2 separate regions of the Sus scrofa genome follow, and region 2 is linked to region 1. The links are chromatin contacts, called in public HiChIP or PLAC-seq maps. All regions are on one chromosome and are shown on one strand. Each heading gives the region's core, a stretch centred on a gene start, on an enhancer-like site or on the middle of the called end of the contact. The rest is flanking DNA. Distances are from core to core; before and after follow the strand shown. Region 1 holds the start of AQR (intron-binding protein aquarius). Region 2 holds the start of ARHGAP11A (rho GTPase-activating protein 11A).

Region 1 (6,183 bases), core at 1,252-3,751:
CCTGGTTTGTTTTCTTCCTTCCTTATTTACAAAGTATTATAGAAAGCTTTTGAAAGAAAAGGAAAATTATAAAATGAATACATTATAACTTTAGAAGGTCTAATACCATCATTCAAAAACTTGGCTAAGAGAAGTGATATGAAAAGAGAGAGAGGGAATAAGAGAGGGAGAGTTAGAGGAAAAGATTATGAGATTGCATTTTGTCATAAACCTACTTGGCATTACAAATCAGAATTTTCACATAGATCACTAGAAAGCTACATATGAGCTGGAGCTTATTAGCTTAATATCCTCTTGGCCACAAAATCATAAGTTATAAATTTAAATATATAAATTGGCAGAAGTTCCTGTTATAGCTCAGTGGGTTAAGGACACAAAATTGTCTCTGTGAGCATGTGGGTTTGATCCCTGCCCTCACTCAGTGGGTTAAGGATCTGGCATTGCCACAATCGCAGTGTAGGTAACAGGTGAGGCTCAGATTTGGGGTTGCTGAAGCTATGGCACAGGCCAGCAGTTGTGGCTCCAGTACAACCCTTAGCCCAGGAACTTTCATATGCTACAGATATATATTTTCTTAAAAAGGCAAATAAATTGCTCATCACCACCTGGAACTTCTTCTCCTGCCACTTCAGGCTGTCTATCTAATGGAATCCTCTTTTAAAACCTACTCCATCTCCTGTCTGCTCTATTGTTGCAGAGTCCCACTATCCTTTTATTTACTTAGGATGAATTTCTCTTTACTTTTTCAGTGTCCTCCATGTCTATTCCTTCCTCTTCGATTTTACTGCCAGATCCCAAATTTAGGCATTGCTTTTGCCTTAGATTTGCAATAGTCCTCCAAGTGGCCTTCCCATCCCTGTGTTACCTACTCCAATCCATCTAATAAACTACTGAAAAGTCATCTCCCAAAAGTAGACTTCCAATCAGTGGTTTCCCATTGCCTTCTACAATAAACAGTCTCCTTTCCCTAGCTTGTAAGGTTTTGACATGTTAAGCTTTATAACTAACTCCCAACATTCTCCCAACATGACCTGCTTTCATGGCTTTCTCTGTGCTGACTATATTAGAAATATTGTCCTTGGTTTTGCTTGTCAAAAATTTATATACTAGTCAAGATTTGACATAAAACTATTCGGAAAATCTTATTTTAACCTCTTGTTTTATAGACCATATAACCCAGATATTCCACTCCTAGGTTTTTACTTAAGAGAAAGAGAGCAAGTTCCTACTAGGGCTCAGTGGGTAAAGAACCCAACATAGTGTCTGTGAGGATGGAGGTTCTATCCCTGGCCTCGCTCAGTGGGTTAAGGATCCATCATTGCCACAAGCTGCAGCATAGGTCACAGATGTGGCTCAGATCTCGTGTTGCTGTGGCCGTGGCATAGACTGGCAGCTGCAGCTCTGATTCGGAACTTCCATACGCCACAGGTGCAGCTGTAAAAAGAAAAAAAGGGGGATTACATATCTGCATTAAGACACATATACATGAAAGCTCATAGCAGCATTATTTATAATAGTCAAAAACTGAAACAATTCAAATGTTCATCTATAGATGAGTAGATGAACAAACTTGGGTATGGCCATAAGATGGAATACTACTCAGCAAAAAAGGAATGAACTACAAGTACGTGCATCAACATGAATGGATCTCAAAATCATTATGTTGAGTGCAAAATGAAAGAAAAAGTGTTCATACTGTATGTATTATTTCATTTTTATAAAATTCTGTAAAAGTATACTAGGCTGTACATATATAGCGAAAGAAAACAGATCAATGATTGCATGAGAATGAGGGTAGAAGTGGGATAGGGATGGATTGCAAAAGGGAACAAGGAAACTTTTAGTGGCATTGAATATACTTATGACTTTGGTGATGTTTTCACAGGTGTATGACTATGAAAAAAATCAAATTTTACAATAGAAATATGTGCAGTTCATTGTATGTCAATCTGTGTCTCCATGATTCTGCTAAAAACAGTTAAAACCAAACCTCAAATTCCCTGTTTGTTTTTCTTCACTACTGCTTTTTTTAATGTATTTTAAATTTTTTAAAAATTTTTTATTATTTTTTTTTTTTGCTTTTTAGGGTCGCTCCCGCAGCATATGGAGGTTCCCAGGCTAGGGGTCTAATCAAAGCTACAGCTGCTGGCCTACACCACAGTCACAGCAACGTAGGATCCAAGACCCGTGGGCGACCCACACCACGGCCCAAGGCAACACAGAATCCCTAAGCCCTACTGAGCAAGGCCAGGGATTGAACCTGCAACCTCATGGTTCCTAGTCATATTCGTTTCTGCCGCACCGCGACTGGAACTTCTGCTGCTTTTTAAAATTTATTTTATTTTATTTTTTAGACTGGAAAGGAACTTCACGTCTCCGCTTTGCCGCCAACCCTACCATCTGGTCGCTGAGACATCAATTCTGTCTCGCAGGGTGTTTTCTCTCAGCTTCCCGTTAGAGGGCAGAAGCGGAGGAGGTCAAAGCCCTTACCTCTCTAGCTCAGAGCCAACGCCTGCACGCATTTCCGGCCCTGTGCTGTTCCGCTTCCCGAAGTCTGTACGACCTGCTGTGTGCATTCTTTGTGGAACTGTAAGGTTTGAGGATAGTCTGGTCTGCGGGTTGTTACATCTCAGAGTTAGCAGCCACAGCCGCCTTTTAGGGGAAGTGCGTCGGGTTCACCGCTGCTCGGGGCGGTCTTTTTTTTACCCCACTGGAGCGGAGGGACAGTGCTGCCATGACGGCCCCTGCCCAGCCCAAGAAAATCGTGGCCCCCACGGTTTCCCAGATAAACGCGGAGTTCGTGACGCAGGTGAGCCCTGGTGGATCTGGTGGGGGATGAGGATGTTGAGGCTTCAAGACCAGGGGGATGAGATTTTCCTTGGGAACGGGAGCATCCAGGAGGCATTCGTTCAAGTCATTCACTCAAGTCTTTTTATTAAAGACTGTCAACTGTGCCCCGGCCACTGTGCTGGGTGGTAGGGACACCTTGGTGGAAGAGGCTTTACCCTGAGGAGTTCACGTACCAAGGAGAACAGACACATAAAAAGAAAGCTATTTTAAGAGCTTTGCTGTATTAGTTTGTCACAGGAGCGATGGGTTCACAGAAGGAACACCCCTTCTACCCCGGTCTACCTGAGGCTGGCAAGATTTCGTAGCGGAAGTCATGTTGAACTAGGGTTGAGGGAGGGAAAGGCTTATTCTTAGCTTTAGGGTAACTTAGGTCTTTGAGCAGAGTGACAAGAATCTGACAGAACATTTTCTCCAAATAAATGCATCTGCGAAGAAAGCAATCCTGTTGTCGGAGAGGATTCCTTTAGCACCCGTTAACTGTGTTGGATTGTGAACCTTGGTTGAATACGGAAACCCGACCCTGTAGCTCTCAGCAACGTTCCTGATCCTTGTTTTTTTGTTGCTTTGGATGTTGGATAAGAGTGCAGAACTTGTTATTCACCTGTGTTTTCTCTCAGCAGATTTGGCAAGGCAGAAGCCTAGGAGTCATTTTGAGTCCTTCTTTTTCTAACTTCCACATTTCTGCATTCTAAGTAGCTCTTAAATCTGCCTGCTTCTCTGTGCCCTAAGCCAGGTTGCCCTTGTTTTCTTCCTGGACCTAGACATCCTAACCTGTGTTCTTGTCTTTCCTTTTTGCTCTCCTCAAACTCATTCTTCACATTGTTGTCAGAGGGATTTTACATAAGCGCAAATCTGATCATGTCACTTATCTTTTAAAAGTCTTCTAATAGTTCTAATTGCCGTTAGGATAATGACCAGAATCCTTCAAAGTGTCTTGTGATCTGGTCTGTGCTTATATCGAGTTTCCTCTTTTTTCTCTACTTTTCTAACTGTGCTTTAGCCATACTGAACTGAAGTATTTGTGCCTTGCTGTCTTTCATCTCCCGGCCCTTCAGCATTGTTCCCACTACTTAGAATACTCATCCCCCCCCCCACCTGTCTTTATAAACTCCAATTCCTTGTCATCCGTCTATATTAATTTAAAGAGGTTTTTCCAGACAACTTAAACTGGATTAGAATTTCCTTTTCCCATACACTTAAATTTGTTGATAAAAGTCATGTGTTAGTTTCCCCTCCCCTCAGGGAGCTTGCGTTTTTAGAGGGGTTAGTCAGGCAATGACCAGTATAGTTTCAGACAGTGATTATTGTTGTCAGGAAAATGAAACAAGGCGTTGTGGTAGACTAGGTGAGGTGTATGAAAAGCAGTCAGGAAAGCCCTCTCTAAGGTGATATTTAAGCTAAGACCTGAATGCAAAAAAGGAGACAGTTTGGGGAAGAGCGGAGAAACAGTCCAGGGATTAGCAGGTGCACATAGCTTACAGTGTAAATGTACAGAAGCCAGGATAGTGACCTTAAGAAGTGAGAGGTGGTGGAATCAAAGGAGATGAGGATAAAGTATGTGGGGCGCCTACCATTTCCCTGCCCCTCCTCCTTCCCTTCCTTCATTATTTCTGAACACCTGGCACACCTGACCAGAGAAAGTGCTTTTTAATTATTATTGAATGAATGAGATTAAAATTTACTTTTAAGACGATCAGATATCTGAACTTTGTGGTCTCACTTTTTTTATGATGATTAACATTTTTTACCAATCATGTGTTCATTTAAGTGTGTACATTGGTTTTTTTTTAGATGTAATGTTATTGCACACTTAATAGACTGCAGTATAATGTATATATATATGTTATGTGCACTGGGAAACCAAAAAATTCATGTGGCTTGCTTTATTGAGATAGTTACTTTATTGTGGTGGTCTGGTACCAAACCTGCAATGTCTATGTATTTAAAATTCACAGTTTTCAGGTTAAAACCTGATGCTGAAATATGACAAACTATTTTATTCTCTGTAATAATCCACTGGGAAACTACTTTTTTTTTTTAGGATTTATTTAGGTGTGCCTGAATGTGTAGTAATCGCTTAAATATCTTTTGTTTCACAAATCAACATTCCTGAAGATTTTGAATCTGATTTTTAGCACTGGCTTACCTGTTAACTAATGGTAGTCTTGAATAGCTCACTTAATCTTTCTGGATTTAGGTTTCCTTATCTCTGCTGAAAATATTTGACTGTAAATGTTAACTTCACTCTATTGTTTCCCTAGGGATAGTTAGAAAAGTGTGTTTTGTTTTTTTAAAATAGCAGTGGCAAGGTGCCATGCAGGGCATTACTGGCATTCAGGTGGTCAGGGACAAGGATGCTCACTAGTCTGCAAGCCTGTATAGTCCCCTTAATTGAATGAATTACTCTTATCTCCCCACCCCCCTACCAGTAGTGCCTTGTTAAGAAACAACTTGTCACTGAATGATCTTAGTCTTTTAGCTCTGCAATGGTACGAATGTGTGACTTACTATTGATACTATTTACTTTTGCAGTTAGCTTGTAAATACTGGGCTCCGCATATCAAGAAAAAATCACCTTTTGATATAAAGGTAAGTATCTTTGGTTTGCAGAATACTTTTTGAATAGGTATGCTCTTGTTATCTCTTTTTCAAGAGCTAATTTAACAAAAGTTTTCAGTATTTTTTCAAATTCAAAATCGTTTTCTAATTATCAAAATAATTACTCATAATAGAAAATTTGAGAACTCCAGAAGCTGAATAGGAGAAAATAAAAATCCCTAGCCAGAGAAAACCTTTATTATCATTTGCTCTATTTCCTTTAAGTGTTTTAAAAAATGTGTGTGGATTTTCCTGTTTCTTAGATTGTTTATTAGATTCTTAGATTGTTTTTGATTTATCATTATTATGGATGACCATGTAATTACTATCTTTGTAAATATAGAGAAAATTTCCTACAGTTTTTTGACAGTTCATTTAGGATAGAATCTGTTATTTTCTCTTCTATTTTTAGGTTGATGAACTGAGATAAAAATCCATAATAATGGTGGAAGAGGCAGAAGTTGTTGAGTGTAGAGGATTAGATGATTAAGGACCAGTCATATTCAGTTAGGGAATGGGCTTATGATTCAGGTGACACAGTTTAGAATAAATGAAAGGAAAATTCTTAAATGTTGGATTAATTCTCATTAAAATAGATTCTTAAAAAGAGGTCTTTAAAGGAATAGAGCTGACATATTGCATGCCATTTAACAAGTATTGAAGACTCATTTTCAACCCTGCCATTATAAATTGAATTGTGATACTTTAGGCACTCTTAGTAAACCTGAACTTAAT
Region 2 (6,243 bases), core at 2,198-4,697, 360 kb after region 1:
GTTAATCACTTACATGGTTCTAAGGTCAAACTCTAAAACAAAATCTATTCAGAGGTCTAGCTTTCATTCCTCTCACCTCCCTCCCCTTTTTCTTCCTCAATGGTTACCATTTTTGTTATTTATTTTATTTTTTGTCTTTTTAGGGCTGCACCAGTGGCATATGGAGATTCCCAGGCTAGGGGTCCAATTGGAGCTATAGCTGCCGGCACACGCCACAGCCACAGTGACTTAGGATCTGAGTTGCTTCTGCGACCCACACTATAGCTCATGGCAATGCAGGATCCTAAACCCACTGAGCAAGACCAGGGATTGAACCTGCATCCTCATGGATACTAGTTGGGTTCACTAACCGCTGAGCCACAACAGGAACTCCGATTTTTGTTATATTTTTTATTTACCTTTCAGTTGTTTATTTTTTTAAATATAATCAAACTTGCATTTGCATATATATTTCTACCCCTCCTTTCACACATACTAAAGTCTTCTGTGCCTTGCTCTTTCCACTCTACTTCACAGCTATGTATCTTTCATATTCCTTAACAGATTCATCCTTACACTTCATCATATGCATTCACTATATGCACACACCATTAAGAAAATACTCCATCTCATTCATAAAAGATAAACGCAAAACTATACAGAGATACCATTTCCCACCTATCAAATTAGCAAATATCTAGGAGTTTGACAGTTCATTCTATGGGAGGGGCTGTGGGGAAATAGGAACACTCATACAATTTTACTATGAATACAGAATCATACAACTCCTATAAAGGTGAACTTGGTGATAATAAGCAAAATAATATTTTCTTTTACTCTTTAACCTAGCAATCCCATTTGTCCCAATCTCTGCTAAATATCTATTAGCAAAAGTCTATTATATGTGCACAAAGACCTTTTTGTAATAGCAAAAGTCTGGAGATAGCCCATGTATCCGTCAATAGGGGTCTGGTTGAATAAACTACAGGTACATCCACAATGAGCAAAAAGATGTATGTCCAGTTCATTTAAAACAGAGTATGTTGTCTGTACATTTCCAATGCGATATAATATGAAGGAGGAAAATAAGCCACACAAATATAAATTTCATTCAGCCATCTTATGTTAGCAATATTGTCATTCTGTTTTATATATATATGTATATATGTATACATATTTATATGTGTATATAATTATATATGGATAAAGCAAATAAGTAACTATGATAGTATTATTAAAAACTAATATTGTCATCTTAAGAGAAAGGAGATAAAACACAAAATCAAAGAGCTCAGCTTTAAAAAAACATTAAGAAGAATTCCCTTGGGGCTCAGCAGGTTAGGGATCTGGTGTTGTCACTGCTGTGGTGTGAGTTTGATGCCTGGTCTAGGAACTTCTGCAAGCCACAAGCACAGCCAAAAATTTTTTTTTGATTAAAAAAATTAAAAAGCATTAAGACAGAAGAATTAATATTCAGGAGACAAAGTGGGTCCTAAAACCCATAATAATGTGAAGTTTGGGGAAAGTAGGAGGGTAAAGACAATACAAGTAATTTAATTAATTAATTTATTTATTTATTTAGCTCTTCAGGGCCGCACTCACAGCATATGGAAGTTCCCAGGCTAGGGGTCTAATTAGAGCTACAGCTGCTGGCCTACACCACAGCCAGAGCAACATGGGACCCAAGCCATGTCTGTGACCTACACCACAGCTCACAGCAATGACGGATCCTTAACCCACTGTGTGAGGCCAGGGATTGAACACTCATCCTCATGGATGCTAGTTGAGTTTGTTAACCACCGAGCCATGAAGGGAACTTCAAGACAACATAAGTAATTTCTTATAGTTATGTCTGAAGCAGGAAGAGAGGAGACATAGGTTCAATATAGCCTCTGATGCACTGGTTCCTGCTAAAATTGTTTTTTTCTGCAGTGCCTTTGTCTCTTGAATGCTGGTCCCACTCCACCATCCCACCTTTACTTTTTACTAGTTAATTTCTCCTGATTCTTCAGATAAGTTAATTGATATAATGCCCCTCCCTGATCAAGGCTCTTCCATCATACTCTTATCATAGAATAATATTCTTTTCCTTAGTGCACTTCTTGCTGTTAATAATTATGCCCCCATTAATATAACTCCTTGGTTAATATTTGGCTTTTGCTCATTATCCTCTACCATACTACATAGGAGGGGCACAATAAACAATTGTTAAAATAAAGCAAAATGCTTAACTTCCATTTTGTTCTCACTTCTTCAGGAGAATCTTTAGACTGCGGAGGGTAGAACACCTAAGGACCTGAGCTCCAAAAGGAGCAAAATGATCTAAGGAAACTGTTCCCCACTTAAATCCCTTCATTCAGCAAATATCAGTTGGCCTCTGGCACACAAACAGAGAAGGCAGACAAAGTTCTGTTGCTACTTTGTTTTATTTTTAAATTATTTTTTTAGTTGAAGTACAGTTGATTTACAGTGTCATCATTTAGTTTCAGGTGTATAGCACAGTGATTCAGTTGATACATAGAGAGAGAGACAGAGAGCTATATATGGTTATATATGTGTATATATGTATTCTTTTTCTGATTCTTATCCCTCATAGGTTATTACAAAATAATGAGTGTAGTTCTCCGAGGTATACAATGTTGCTATTCCTACCAAGCTTGCATGGGGGTGAGGCAGGGTGATAGTAAATGTATGCTATATTGTCTGCAGTATTTGAGTGCCCAGCCTTAAATGAACTACATCCCAGAAAACAAAACACCCTGATGGGATTGCTGGTGTTTGAGAGTGGAAAAGGCCCGGGGACTACGGCTGGGTTGGTGAAGTCTTATCTAGCAACAAGTTAACAAGACAAACCAGGCTCTGCAGTGTGTGGCCCCAGAGCCGCACTTCTCCTGGGTCAGCCAAGTGCAAATCCCAAAGAAAGAAGCTTGCGCAGCTGCCGCCTTCCGCGGAGTTCGGACTTCTCCCGCATTCTACTTTCTCACGACATGTCTTTTCTGTTGTATTTAACTACCTAAGTGCTAACTTTTGGCCGTCACCATCAGTCTCCCAAGTATGGGACCAGTTCCTATAGCCGAAGTCCCCACCAAACGCCCTGTTTTAGAGTTACTAAAATAGCGTTTGTGCATCCTGACCCAAATTGTCTCCGCTCCGGTTCCGTAGAACCGGTTTCTTCGTAAAAGGGCCTCGGGCCTCGGCCAAGTTCTGAAAAAAATGAGAATAAGGTGTCTATTACATTTCCCAAATATATTGTCTCAAAGTGCCAGGTGTTTTAAAATACACAACAAACAGTATTTTCCTCCAAAAATATGGCTAAGAAGGAGTAAGTGGAACTTACGTTTCTCTTTGTGTTTCTTAGTTTTGCCCGCCACCCCCTTTGTGGTCTCCTCTTCTCCCTCACCTCGTTAGACAGGCATCTTCTGGCCACCCTCCGGGGTCCTGATTTTGAAAAGAGGAGCGGACCAATCAGAGTGCGGAGCGCTGTTTGGCGCTGCCTTTCGAGCCTGGCTTGGAACTGAGGGAGTACGGGCCCGCAGAGGCTGCGGGTATCTAAAGAGGCGGTGGGAGCGGAGGCATGAGAAGAGACGCTTGACTTCAGTGAGGGCGCAATGATGTGCTGGTCGCGGGTCGCAGGAAGGCTGATGGAGGGAAGGAGCAGCCTGTGAAACGGGGTGACGGCGGCGACCAGCCCGGGCGGGGACCGGGACTGGAGGAGGCCCCCAAGCCGGCTGGTCCGGCGGCTGGGCTAGGGTTGGGGGGAGCGGGGCCAAAGGGACGGACGCCCAGCCGAGCCTGCTGGGGTAGAAGGGGCAAGAAGGGTCGTTTTTACAGCTCAGAGATAGAAAAGGGCAAAGGAAGGCTTGGAGGAAAGTAGCCGGAAGTAGTGAGAAGCTGGTAACAGGCGTGGTACTAGGAGCCGAAAGGATTAGGGAGAAAGGAGCGAGGTCTCTGTAAGTAGCTGAAAGGGTCGAGTGACAAGAAAGAAGGCCGGTGTAAGTGAGGGAAAGGTGAGGTGTGGCTAGGTCAAAGGGCTGGGAGAAGACCGTCGGTGGAAGTGTGTAAAGGATCAAGGAAGAAGCCGTGGAAGTGGCTGGGGTCCGGGACCGGAAGAGTGCCAGACGTGGCCGGGAGGCAGCGGAGCTGAGAGCAAAACTGAGAGGGTTTGGAAATTGGAAGACTTGGTGGCGAGCGAGGGTCAGGCCTGACATCCCGCCTCGGAGAGTGGGCGACGTGTTCGGGATGTGGGATCAGAAGCTGGTGCGGTTGGCGGTGGTACAGCAGCTTCGGGCTGTCTATGGTATTAAAGTCAAGGGTGGCCGTGGACAGTGCGATCGGAGGAGGCAGGAAGCAGCATCCACGGAAAAAGTGGTAAGTAAGCCATGGAAATGATAGTACATGGGGAAAGAGGTTTAGGTTTTTTAAAAAAGGCACATTATGTACCATCATTTATTACTAGGTCATACCAGTTCATGCTTCATGGATCTAAAAAAGAATGTGTTTAAATGTGTCAACCTCATCAACTTTAACATTTTGAAGTAGGTAATTCATTGAGGGGTGTTGGGATTAGCTGTCCTGTATCCTAGGATGTTTTGCAGCATCTTTGGCTTCTACCTACTAGATACCAGTAGCATGTCCCAGTTGTGACAATTTAAAATGTCTACAAATATTGCCAATTTATTGTTTTTTGAACAAGTTATACATTTGAAGGGAGAAAAACACTACCCCCATCATCACTGTTTTAGAATAAGATTTGGAGACAAGGGGTGCCAGTACATTTTCTAAATGAATTAATAGATGAGGGGCTGTGACTGCATTGAAATAGGCTTCAGATAATAACTTTATATTCACCAATTTGGAAAAAAAAACATGCCTGCTTCTTGGCTGTATCATAAAGCTTTTTTTTTTTTTTTTTTTTTTTTTTATAATGAGTAAATTGAGAAACCATACTGGAATGATTCAAAAGCTGTTGATTTTGGGGTGGTCAAGGTAAGGGGATTTTGAATGAGATTTTAAAAATATGTGAAAAATATGTTGAATATAAATCTTTTATTTCAGATTTATTTGTCTAATTATATGGTGCTTTCTTTCCTTTTTCTTTTTGTCATTTTAGGGCTGCATCCACTGTATATGGAGGTTCCCAGTCTAGGGGTCGAATCAGAGCTGTAGCAGCTGGCTTACACCACACCCACAGCAACGCCAGATCTGAGCTGTGTCTGACCTACACCACAGCTCACAACAATGCCATATCCTTAACCCACTGAGGGAGGCCAGGGATCAAACCTGAGTCCTCATGGATACTAGTCAGATTTGTTTCCACTGAGCCATGACGGGAACTCCATGTGTTGTGCTTTCTAAATACTTAGTGATTACAACTAAAATTAATTTGCATTTCTAGTCTTAATAGTCTATAGTTTCTGAAAGAAAATAAGTTATTGGAACAGAAAATTTATCAAAAAGCTTAAATACCTCTTAATAGCTTATACATTCTGGAGAAGTTGTTTTTGTGGTTTGCAACTTAATGGCAACATATTTGTTTATATTTGTTTTTTTAAAAACTAAGTGATTTCTTCTGATTGTAAAACTGGCTTTCCATGATCTCAAGTATAATAGGTTTTATAAGTACATGAAATAATTTGTATTGAGATTTTCTTAACACTCAAAGAAAGCTGACACTTGGCCTTTGAAGTCAGATCTGAGTTTGAATTCTGCTGTCTCTTTTCAAAGTGTGGTCTTGTTTAAGCAGCTTAGGCTGCTTGTCCTAAGCTTCAGTTTCCTGTTCTATAAAATGGGAATTATGGTGACTTTTCTTGGGTTGTTTAGGGGATTTAAAGAATGGTAAGATCTACAGGTAGGACTAGTACAATGCCTGTCACATGTCACTTATTCAACTAAGATAGTTGTTATGATAATCAGTGGTCTACATCCTAATTCAGAAACCCTAATAAAAATATTCTTTTTTGGGGGGGCGGCACCTGCAGCATATGGAGGTTCTCAGGCTGGGGTCCAATTTGAGCTGTAGCCACTGGCCTACACCACAGCTACAGCAACATCGGATGCTTAACCCACTGAGCCAGGCCAGGGATTTAACCAAGTCCTCATGGATACTAGTTGGGTTTGTTAACCGTTGAGCCACAACGGGAACTCCAATAAAAATATTCTAATAAAGAAATACAGAAGATCATTGTGTTTCAGGAATGAGATCTGTTACTTGAAGACTAGATTTCTTTAGCTCTTTGGTGTTTGTTATCTAATGATCTAATGATA

Evidence for each region. HiChIP or PLAC-seq counts read pairs in DNA pulled down with a chosen protein or histone mark.
Region 2: a contact with region 1 is called in an H3K27ac HiChIP or PLAC-seq map of skeletal muscle, with 4 times the contacts expected there. The contact joins the promoter of ARHGAP11A here to the promoter of AQR in region 1. A contact is called at or near these places in 1 of 5 promoter capture datasets (fetal skeletal muscle) and 1 of 2 datasets of contacts at active chromatin or transcription factors (skeletal muscle).

Annotation. Positions count from the first base shown.
Region 1 is chr1:136,133,353-136,139,535 of Sscrofa11.1, forward strand. It overlaps AQR (intron-binding protein aquarius), which reads left to right and starts at 2,502. Exons shown (of 35, transcript XM_021098271.1): 1 at 2,502-2,809; 2 at 5,383-5,439. The coding sequence starts at 2,735.
Region 2 is chr1:136,493,989-136,500,231 of Sscrofa11.1, forward strand. ARHGAP11A (rho GTPase-activating protein 11A) reads left to right here and starts at 3,448. Exons shown (of 12, transcript XM_021098302.1): 1 at 3,448-4,347. The coding sequence starts at 4,219. It overlaps LOC110256993 (a long non-coding RNA gene), which reads right to left and starts at 3,388. Exons shown (of 2, transcript XR_002339106.1): 1 at 3,317-3,388; 2 at 2,387-3,183.